Linked DNA regions of Mustela erminea: region 1 is linked to region 2. The links are chromatin contacts, called in public Hi-C maps. All regions are on one chromosome and are shown on one strand. Each heading gives the region's core, a stretch centred on a gene start, on an enhancer-like site or on the middle of the called end of the contact. The rest is flanking DNA. Distances are from core to core; before and after follow the strand shown. Region 1 overlaps LOC116573339 (a long non-coding RNA gene). Region 2 holds the start of IRF2BP2 (interferon regulatory factor 2-binding protein 2).

Region 1 (4,529 bases), core at 1,985-4,484, 290 kb before region 2:
GAGGGGATAACACCCACCTTTCTGGGCTCGTGATGGGAGTTGAGATAATATATTTAACACACAAGGCTCATAAATCCTGTCCTGTCATGTGTAGCTGTTATGGTCTTTAGCATCAAGCCACGGAAAAACTGCGGCTGCCAACCACTGTAGGGTGTTAGGAACTCAACTGGGAAGGATCTACAATATGGAAGGGTTTTCTATGCCTTGTGTCTCCCCTCCTGGAAGTGGTGGTGTCTCCATTTTACAGAGGAGGAGCCCAAGGCTCGGGGGTCCAGCTGGCCAGGTTGCAAACCAGGCATGACGTGCTGTGGACAGCGGGTATTGGCAACCACACGTGCCACCTTTTTGGGACACCAGAGGTCCCGACTGGGCAAGTGTTCGGTGGAGGCTGGAGGCTTGCTACATCAGGAGGACACCGGGTCTTCTGCTTCATCTTTGCCCTATCACACGAGCATCGACTGGTCTGGGTGTCTTTGGCCAAACAGCTTCACAAAGTCCTTGCTTCACCACCTGGCAGGGGCTTCGTGTTCTGTCCTTTGGTTCAGGTGAACACACCTGCTGAGCGGCAGAGCAGTGTTCTGGAACCTGCTGAGAATCCACATGCTCAGGGGAATGTCTATGGGTGGGTGACCGGAGTCCAGACTGCTGGGAGGCGTGGGCGTGGGGGCGGGGGAGGGAGGTCAAGGGGGCCTGAGGGGTGGGAAGGAAGTCCAGATAGGAGCCATTCCACTCTGTCCTGGTGACCAGAAGGAAACAGACTGTTCAGGGGGTGCCTGGATGGCTCAGTCGGTTAGGTGGCTGCCTTCGGCTCAGGTCACGATCCCAGGGCCCCGGGATTGAGTCCTACATTGGGCTCCCTGCTCAGGGGGGAGCCTGCTTCTCCCTCTGCCTCCCTGCCTACTGCTCCCCGTGCTTTTGCTCTCTTCTCTGACAAATAAATAAAATCTTAAAAAAAAAAAAAAAAGGGAAGGAAACAGACTGTAGAAGCAGGAGCTCTTCCTCCAAGTGCCCTCCCAGTGGCTCCCACCCACCGCTCTCAGGGCAATTTTTTTTTTTTTAAAGATTTTATTTATTTATTTGACAGATAGAGATCACAAGTAGGCAGAGAGGCAGGCAGAGAGAGAGAGGAGGAAGCAGGCTCCCTGCTGAGCAGAGAGTCTGACATGGGGCTCAATCCCAGGACCCTGGGACTATGACCTGAGCCGAAGGCAGAGGCTTTAACCTACTAAGCCACCCAGGCGTCTCAGGGCAATGTTTTAAGTGAGGCATAGGATTTGCCATTATGCCCTCACAGGATGTGTCATTAAAGGGATATCTGTGACATCAGGGCTATACGTTTGAAAGAAGGGAGAGGAATTCAGTAGAGTGATGTGCAGACCAGGAAGGAGAGAGGATTCTGCTGAAGTGGCCAGAAATGAGTGAGGGGTGTTTCCTGGAGAGGCGGTGTGAGGAGGAAAGAAAGATCTTTGCGGCAGCTTCGACGGGAGAGCAAGCTTACACTTAACAAACTGGAGCTTCCAGACACAAGCGCTTCGGCTGAGTGAAGCCTATGCTCCCTGCTCCTCCCTCAGAGGCCCACCAAGGAAAGGCCCCTTCGTGTCCCTGTCACCAACCTGAGTCCCTGAATGTCCCAGGAGGTTGGACTGTGCTTCCCCGAGAGCCCAGAGGTTCCTCGGCGAGGCTAGGGCCAGCGGTGTTTCCAGAAGTAGCACATGTGAGGTTCACAAGGCTTCCTTGATGTGTCCGGTGGTTCTGAGGGGAGGAAGGAGCCGTAGAGCAGAGGCAGGTAGGCCAGCTTTGTCTGCCCACAGACGAGCCCTCATTCTTCCCTTGGGGTCTGTGCCACTACGTCCGAAGGACAGCCAGTGTCCCCTCTCTGCCGTGACCAGTGGAGGCAAGGCTGGGCCGGCCTTGTATCCGGCTCTTGGTTGGATACAACTGCTTCAAGCTGTCCTAAGTTCTCCAGGGCCAGGATTCTCTTTCTTGTTGCCCCAAAGAGCACACCGCCCCCCCACCCCGAGGGCACCACGAGAACTAAACAGGAGTGTGTTCTGTAGGAGACGTCCGGGGTCTGGCACACGGAGTGTGTGTAACATATGTCCCCTCATGTCGCTGATTTCACTCATCATCACGTCAGACTCCGGCCTTGTGTTTACGCTGCACTGGTCTGTTCTTCCTCAAACCAAACAGTTCTAACCCCATCCTCCTCCCCTCCCAGAAGGTTCGGGCTCCTTTTCTCTTTGTTCTAAACAGGTTAATTCCTCCTCTTGGTTGGCTTGCTAATTCCTCTGTCCTTCCAGCACTCATGCTAAAGGTCTAGCCTGGGCTCTTGCTAAAGTGCTGTTATCTGCTTAGGAGCGCCCCCCTTATAGTAATGCCATGCCTTTTTTCGGGGATCCGGTCTAATCACTGAATAGATTCGTGTGATCTCACTTGCTTTCTCGTATGCGCATTTTTCATTCCCAGTGTGTTTTTCATGGGAACTTCATGCCTGCAGGGAGCATTTAGAGGCCCTGGTTTAGAAAACGTGAACTGTTCTAAGGTCTTCTGAGGCCCTTGCTGTCCAGATCAGAGGAGGGAGGAACCACCACGTGCCCGAGAGAGAAAATCAGGCCCACATGTGCCCCAGGGCCTGCTCCCTACCCTGCACTACTTGGAACCACTTTCCGTCATGTGAGGTCTGGGACAGATTTCTCCTTCCAAAGAGATGCCTGGGCAAAATGACAGAGTCGGGTCATTCTGGAAACCAAGTCATCCTGCTGAGGCTGATGGTAATAAAGGACCTGGGGAGATCCCCCCACTACCCCCAGCTCTCACTATGTGGCCGCCCACAGGGCCCTGCCGTGGCCGGGCCACGCCGCCTTTGGGTGGACAAAAGCCATTTAAAGAGGAAACAAAGGTATTGGAGGGTCAGGCTACAGATGCTTACTTAGCCCCGGAGCCCTTGTTCTAGATAGTTCTGTGTTGACCCAAGGGCAGCTGTTGGCTGTCTTTAATGAGACAATGGCCGAAAAACGGCCTGGGTGGCAGAGATCTGGGGGGAGCCAGGAGAAGGTGCACAGCAGCCCAGCCGGGTTCCCTGCATCTAGTAGCAGGCGAGCAGGACGCATGCTCTCTGGGCTTCTATTTCAGGCTGGAGACAAAAATGCGTTCTTTACCACAGGAAGAATGCTCCCTCAGACAGGACCGCTAATCCGGCACAACGAAGGGCTGTGGAATGTGGAGCCAGCGGTGGTTGCTGTTTGCTTTCCAGCAGGCTTTTCCTCTCTTCCTCACTGAGTCACATGTATTTTTGGTTGCTCATGTAGACGGTGGCTGAATTGCCCCCTCCCCCACAGCCTTCATGTTTTTTGAAAATGTGGGAATTATCAGAGCCTGTGAGCTATCTCGCACAAGCACGAGCAATTTTCCAGAGCGCCCCTGTGTCATCTGTCTCCCTGACACGAAGAGGGAAGGCGGGAGGAAGGGGAGGAGGGTGCGGACAAGGAAAGGAGAGAGGAGGGAGAGAAGGGTAAAGGGGGGAGAAACATCTTGCTGACGTCAAAGAAGACCACATGGCACAGGATAACATTACTCGGGACCTCAGCCACCCACTCCCTCTAATTTACTCCAAACCGAACAGCCTGTTTTGAAACCTGTAGCCTGCAGTCTGTTATTTTGTTTTGGCTTTTTTTTTTTTTTTTTTTTTTTTTTTTTTGCTATTCTCTCTGGACCAAAAGGACCATTAATTACTGGGAGTTTGAAAGCTACCTGATTCCCCGAAACAGAGGGGATTTCCAAGAGCAATAACTCAGCCGGTGCTTGTGCAAGGCGCTGCGGCTGCAGTAAACGGATCCAGCTGCTCCAAGCCCGTGGAGAAGGGCCCGGGGGATGGCGCGGCCTCGCAGCTGGGGCTGGGGCTGCTCCGTCACGGGGCCTGGCGGGTCCGCGGGGCCTGCTCTGGCTCCTGCCCTGCACCCCGCCCTGCGCGCGCCCAGCCCCGCCCCCAGCCCGCGCGCCCCCAGCCCGCGCGCCCCCTGCCCTGCCCACCGCGGGCGGTGGCCGCCCTTCCAGCCCTAGTCCACTGCCCTTCCGGCCCAGGTGTGGCAACTCTTCCCTGGGAGGTGCAGGACCCCGGGCGTGATACGAGCGGCCCTGCTGCCGAAGCGCCCTCAGGACAGTCCCCCTTTCGGCGCGGTGGCCGGTCCGGTTGTGCTGCCCAGAAGCACCCCCGGCTGTGCGGTCCGGACCTGGGCCTGTGTGCAGACGGGATCGGCGGGAACCTGTGCGCACCCGGGGCCGGAGGGACCCCGGTTCCGCTCCCCAGATGGGAGAGCTCAGGCTGTTTTCTGGCCCAGGCCGCACAGTTAATTTTTATCCTAGTAAAAAACAATAAACACGGCATTAGCAACTGAACGTTTATCAATTTGCAGTTCGTTTCCAGCCAGGCCGCTCCGCTCAGGCGGGTTTTACTGCCGGCGAGCGCGGGCGCACCAGAGCGCTTTTAGCGAGACCGTGTGTGTGCGGGTTGCAGGCCCGGCCTCCAGAGC
Region 2 (4,532 bases), core at 1-2,500:
CATTCGTTCAATGAGGCCGCCAGTGCCAGGGGCGCCGACTCACGTCCGAGCGGAGCGTGCGCACTCGGCGGCGGCGGCGGCGGCGCACGCGGGCCCGCGGCTCTGCGCCCACGTCACGCGCCAGCCGCGCGGTCCGACAGGAGGCGGCGGGGTCTGCCGGCGCCGCGAGGACCACCCCCACCCGCCGCTCCCCGCTTGGCAGGGCGGGCCACTGCGGAGGAGGAGGGGAGGGCGGGGCTGAGGCTGGCGAGGGTCCCCAGGCCTCGGCCGATCGGCGTGCGGACGCGGCCCCGGGCTCGGGGGCAGACTCCGCCGTTCGTGAAACTTAGGGCACCGCGGCGCGCGCGTGCGTCCCGACGGGTGCGAGTGTGCAAGCGCCCAGTGTGAGTCCACACGTAACTCCTCAGAAACAGAACTGAGCCACGCCACACTGACAGTTCCCGCTCTCGAGACTGACAGCGCCAGTCACCGAGGGTCTTTTGAAAACACGAGCACTAGCGCGATTTGGCCCAAACGTCCTGGAGGGGAGGAATGGGGACCGAGTAGTGGAGGCAGCCGAGCGTTGGGACGGCCGCGCCGCCTTCCCCTCGGGGACACCGGCCCCGGCGCACTCGGGCGGCGCTGACCCGCGGGCGGGCGCCTCGGAGCCGGCTCTCCCGGCAGCGCTCGTTCTCTCCCCGCGCAGGGGGAGGGGGAGGGCGCGGGCGCGGGGGAGGGCGGGCGCGCGCGCGCGCGAGGGGAGGGGGCCCGCGCAGGCGCCGTGCGAGGCTGTCGAAGAATCAAGTCTGTAGAAGTGGAGCGGCCGCGGCGGCAGCAGCAGCAGCGACGGCGGCGGCGGAGCAGAGGCGGGCTGGGCGCTGACGCGGGCGCTGGAGAGCGGCGACGCCGGGAGCTGTGAGAGAACAGCGGAGCGACCCGTGGCCCGCGCCGCGCCCGTGCTCCACGCCGTCCGGCTGCTGCCGCCGCCTCGGCGCGGCATGCCCCGCCGCTCGGGCTGAGCCTGCCCCGGCGGCCGCCCCCCGCCCCCCGCCCCCCCGGCCTCCCCGCCCCCCGCCCCGCACTCCGCGCCGGCCGCCGCCGCGACCTGCTGCGCTCCCCCGCGCCCGCGCGGCCCGTCTTCGCCCCGGTCTGGAGGCCGGCCGCGGCCCCGGCCGAGCTCCCGCCGCCGCCGCCGCGCCCGCCGCGCCGCGCCGCCCCGCCGCCCGCCCGCGCCCGCGCCGGCCGGGGGGACGTGCTGCCGCGGCTGCAGCCCCTCGCCCCGCGCCCGCCGCCCCTCGTGCCCCGGGGGCGCTGCGCGGGCGCCGAGCCTTCGCGGGCTTTGCCGCCGCCGCCGCCGCCTCTGCGGCCGCCGCCGCCGCTGGTGGGGGAGACGCGGGGTTGGGGGGGGAGGAGGGCGCGCGTGGTGCCGGCGGGGAGCGGCGGCGCCCCCTCCTCCTCCGCCTCCTCCTCCTCCTCCTCCTCCACCTCCAGCGCCGCGGGCTCCTCGGACATGGCCGCGGCGGTGGCGGTGGCGGCCGCGTCCCGGCGGCAGTCGTGCTACCTGTGTGACCTGCCCCGCATGCCCTGGGCCATGATCTGGGACTTCACCGAGCCCGTGTGCCGCGGCTGCGTCAACTACGAGGGCGCCGACCGCGTTGAGTTCGTCATCGAGACGGCGCGACAGCTCAAGCGGGCGCACGGCTGCTTCCCGGAGGGCCGCTCCCCGCCCGGCGCCGCGACCCCCGCCGCCGCCAAGCCGCCGCCGCTTTCGGCCAAGGACATCCTCCTGCAGCAGCAGCAGCTGGGCCACGGCGGCCCCGAGGCCGCCCCGCGCGCCCCGCAGGCCCTGGAGCGCTACCCCCTGGCGGCCGCCGCCGAGCGGCCCCCGCGCCTCGGCTCCGACTTTGGCGGCAGCCGCCCGGCTGCGGGCCTGGCCCAGCCGCCGACACCGCAGCCGCCGCCCGTGAACGGCATCCTCGTGCCCAACGGCTTCTCCAAGCTGGAGGAGCCCCCGGAGCTGAACCGCCAGAGCCCGAACCCGCGGCGCGGGCACGCCGTGCCGCCCACCCTGGTGCCGCTCATGAACGGCTCGGCCACGCCGCTCCCCGCCGCGCTCGGCCTCAGCGGCCGCGCCGCCGCCTCGCTGGCCGCAGTGTCTGGGGCCGCGGCCGCCGGCCTGGGCTCGGCGCAGCCCGCCGAACTGAGCTCGCACAAGCGGCCGGCGTCCGTGTCCAGCAGCGCGGCCGTGGAGCACGAGCAGCGCGAGGCGGCGGCCAAGGAGAAGCAGCCGCCGCCGCCCTCGCATCGCGGCGCGGCCGACAGCCTCGCCACCGCGGCCGGCGCCACCGAGCTGGGCGCCGAGGGCGCGAGCAAAGGCCGCGGGCCCGGAGAGCAGGACTGGGTCAACCGGCCCAAGACCGTGCGAGACACGCTGCTGGCGCTGCACCAGCACGGCCACTCGGGGCCCTTCGACAGCAAGTTTAAGAAGGAGCCGGCCCTGACTGCAGGCAGGTTGTTGGGTTTCGAGGCCAACGGGGCCAACGGGTCTAAAGCAGGTAGGGGCGGCTGTGGAGCGAGGGGCCCTAGGGGAGAAAGGGGGGCGCAGAGCAGAGGAGGGGGGTGTGCTTTCCATTCACCATCCTACCCCAGCCCAGAAACAACAAACACCCAACTTCCTGATCTGCCTGAGGCGGAACCAGTGCTTAGTGGCAACGTGTTCCTGTGCTGAAGCAGCACAACAGAGATGAGTCAGACTGGGCTGATAGGCACTGACACAGGGTTTTCCTTTCCCAGCACATTCTTGGATGGGAGCGTGAGGGCACCAGCCACCTTTTAACCTGTTGGGGGATGTTGACGATCGTGTGCACAGTTCAGCCTGGGTACATGCATGCTTGGGTAGAAACAGGCCGTTGCATAGGTGCTGCGTTCTGTGGCCTTTTAAAATCCTGCCCCAGAGCCCCGTGAGTCTTAAGTGTTGTGAGTTGCACGTGCACTGGAAATTCATGTGAGATTTTCTGTACAGGCTTTGAGAGAACAAATTCTTTAGTGAGTCTTGTGTTAGTAAAAGAACCGTTCTTTTCGGTGCACATCCGTTTATTTTGTTTTTGTTTTTTCCCTTTTCTTTTCTCCCCCTGCCAGTTGCAAGAACAGCAAGGAAAAGAAAGCCTTCTCCAGAACCAGAAGGTGAAGTCGGGCCCCCTAAGATCAATGGAGAGGCACAGCCATGGCTGTCCACACCCACAGAAGGGCTCAAGATCCCCATAACTCCTACATCCTCTTTTGTGTCTCCACCACCACCCACTGCCTCACCTCATTCCAACCGGACCACACCGCCTGAAGCGGCTCAGAACGGCCAGTCGCCCATGGCAGCCCTGATCTTAGTAGCAGACAATGCAGGGGGCAGTCATGCCTCGAAAGATGCCAACCAGGTTCACTCCACTACCAGGAGGAATAGCAGCAGTCCACCCTCTCCGTCCTCTATGAACCAAAGAAGGCTAGGCCCCAGAGAGGTGGGGGGCCAGGGGGCCGGCAGCACAGGAGGACTGGAGCCAGTGCATCCTGCCAGCCTCCCAGACTCTTCTCTGGCAGCCAGCGCCCCTCTATGCTGCACCCTCTGCCACGAGCGGCTGGAGGACACCCACTTTGTGCAGTGCCCGTCTGTCCCTTCGCACAAGTTCTGCTTCCCTTGCTCCAGACAAAGCATCAAACAGCAGGGAGCTAGTGGAGAGGTCTATTGTCCCAGTGGGGAAAAATGCCCTCTTGTGGGCTCCAATGTCCCCTGGGCCTTTATGCAAGGGGAAATTGCAACCATCCTTGCTGGAGATGTGAAAGTGAAAAAAGAGAGAGACTCGTGACTTTTCGGTTTCAGAAAAACCCAATGATTACCCTTAACTAAAACTGCTTGAATTGTGTATATATCTCCATATATATATATATATATATATATATATATATATACACACACACACACACTCTCTCTCACACACACACACACATATATATATATATATATACATATATATATATATCCAAGACAAGGGAAATGTAGACTTCATAAACATGGCTGTATAATTTTGATTTTTTTGAATACATTGTGTTTCTATATTTTTTTTGACGACAAAAGGTATGTACTTATAAAGGCATTTTCTTCTTTTGTTAATGTTATTAGCATATCTTTGTGCTTTATTATCCTGGTGACAGTTACCGTTCAATGTAGGCTGTGACTTGCGCTGCTTTTTTAGAGCACTTGGCAAATCCGAAATGCTTCTAGCTGTATTTGTATGCACTTATTTTAAAAAGAAAAAAAAAAGCCAAATACATTTTCTGACATTGTAAGATTGCCTTACTGTCTGTTATTCCTTATTGCTGGCCCCTCTCTCAGGCCGGAGGCCAGTTGGTGGAGAAGGAAATGGAATGAGCGAAGGGGGCACTGTTGTGAAGTGGGCAGCATGCCACTGAGAAATGTCACCAAGTTTACCCCAAAACATTGTCCTCTCAGAGTAGCAGGAAAACGGATTTTGAGTCTTTCTCTGTTTTGTTCTTAAAGTTCAGTT

Evidence for each region. Hi-C and Micro-C count contacts between places; a contact is called where the count stands out from the background.
Region 1: a Hi-C map of fibroblasts shows a contact between it and region 2, with 4 times the contacts expected there. The contact joins the enhancer-like site here to the promoter of IRF2BP2 in region 2. A contact is called at or near these places in 2 of 3 Hi-C or Micro-C datasets (fibroblasts and spleen).

Annotation. Positions count from the first base shown.
Region 1 is chr14:6,872,911-6,877,439 of mMusErm1.Pri, reverse strand. All of the region lies in intron 2 of LOC116573339 (a long non-coding RNA gene), which reads left to right. Among named protein-coding and RNA genes, the nearest start is that of TOMM20, 150 kb to the left of the region's middle. Within about 2 kb of position 3,234, the one cell type or tissue checked has open chromatin away from gene starts, as enhancers often do. A contact at or near this core is called in fibroblasts, where this site is marked.
Region 2 is chr14:6,581,218-6,585,749 of mMusErm1.Pri, reverse strand. It overlaps IRF2BP2 (interferon regulatory factor 2-binding protein 2), which reads left to right and starts at 1,250. Exons shown (of 2, transcript XM_032312292.1): 1 at 1,250-2,486; 2 at 3,118-4,532. The coding sequence starts at 1,490. The coding sequence ends at 3,833. LOC116572879 (a long non-coding RNA gene) reads right to left here and starts at 1,014. Exons shown (of 4, transcript XR_004278537.1): 1 at 1-1,014.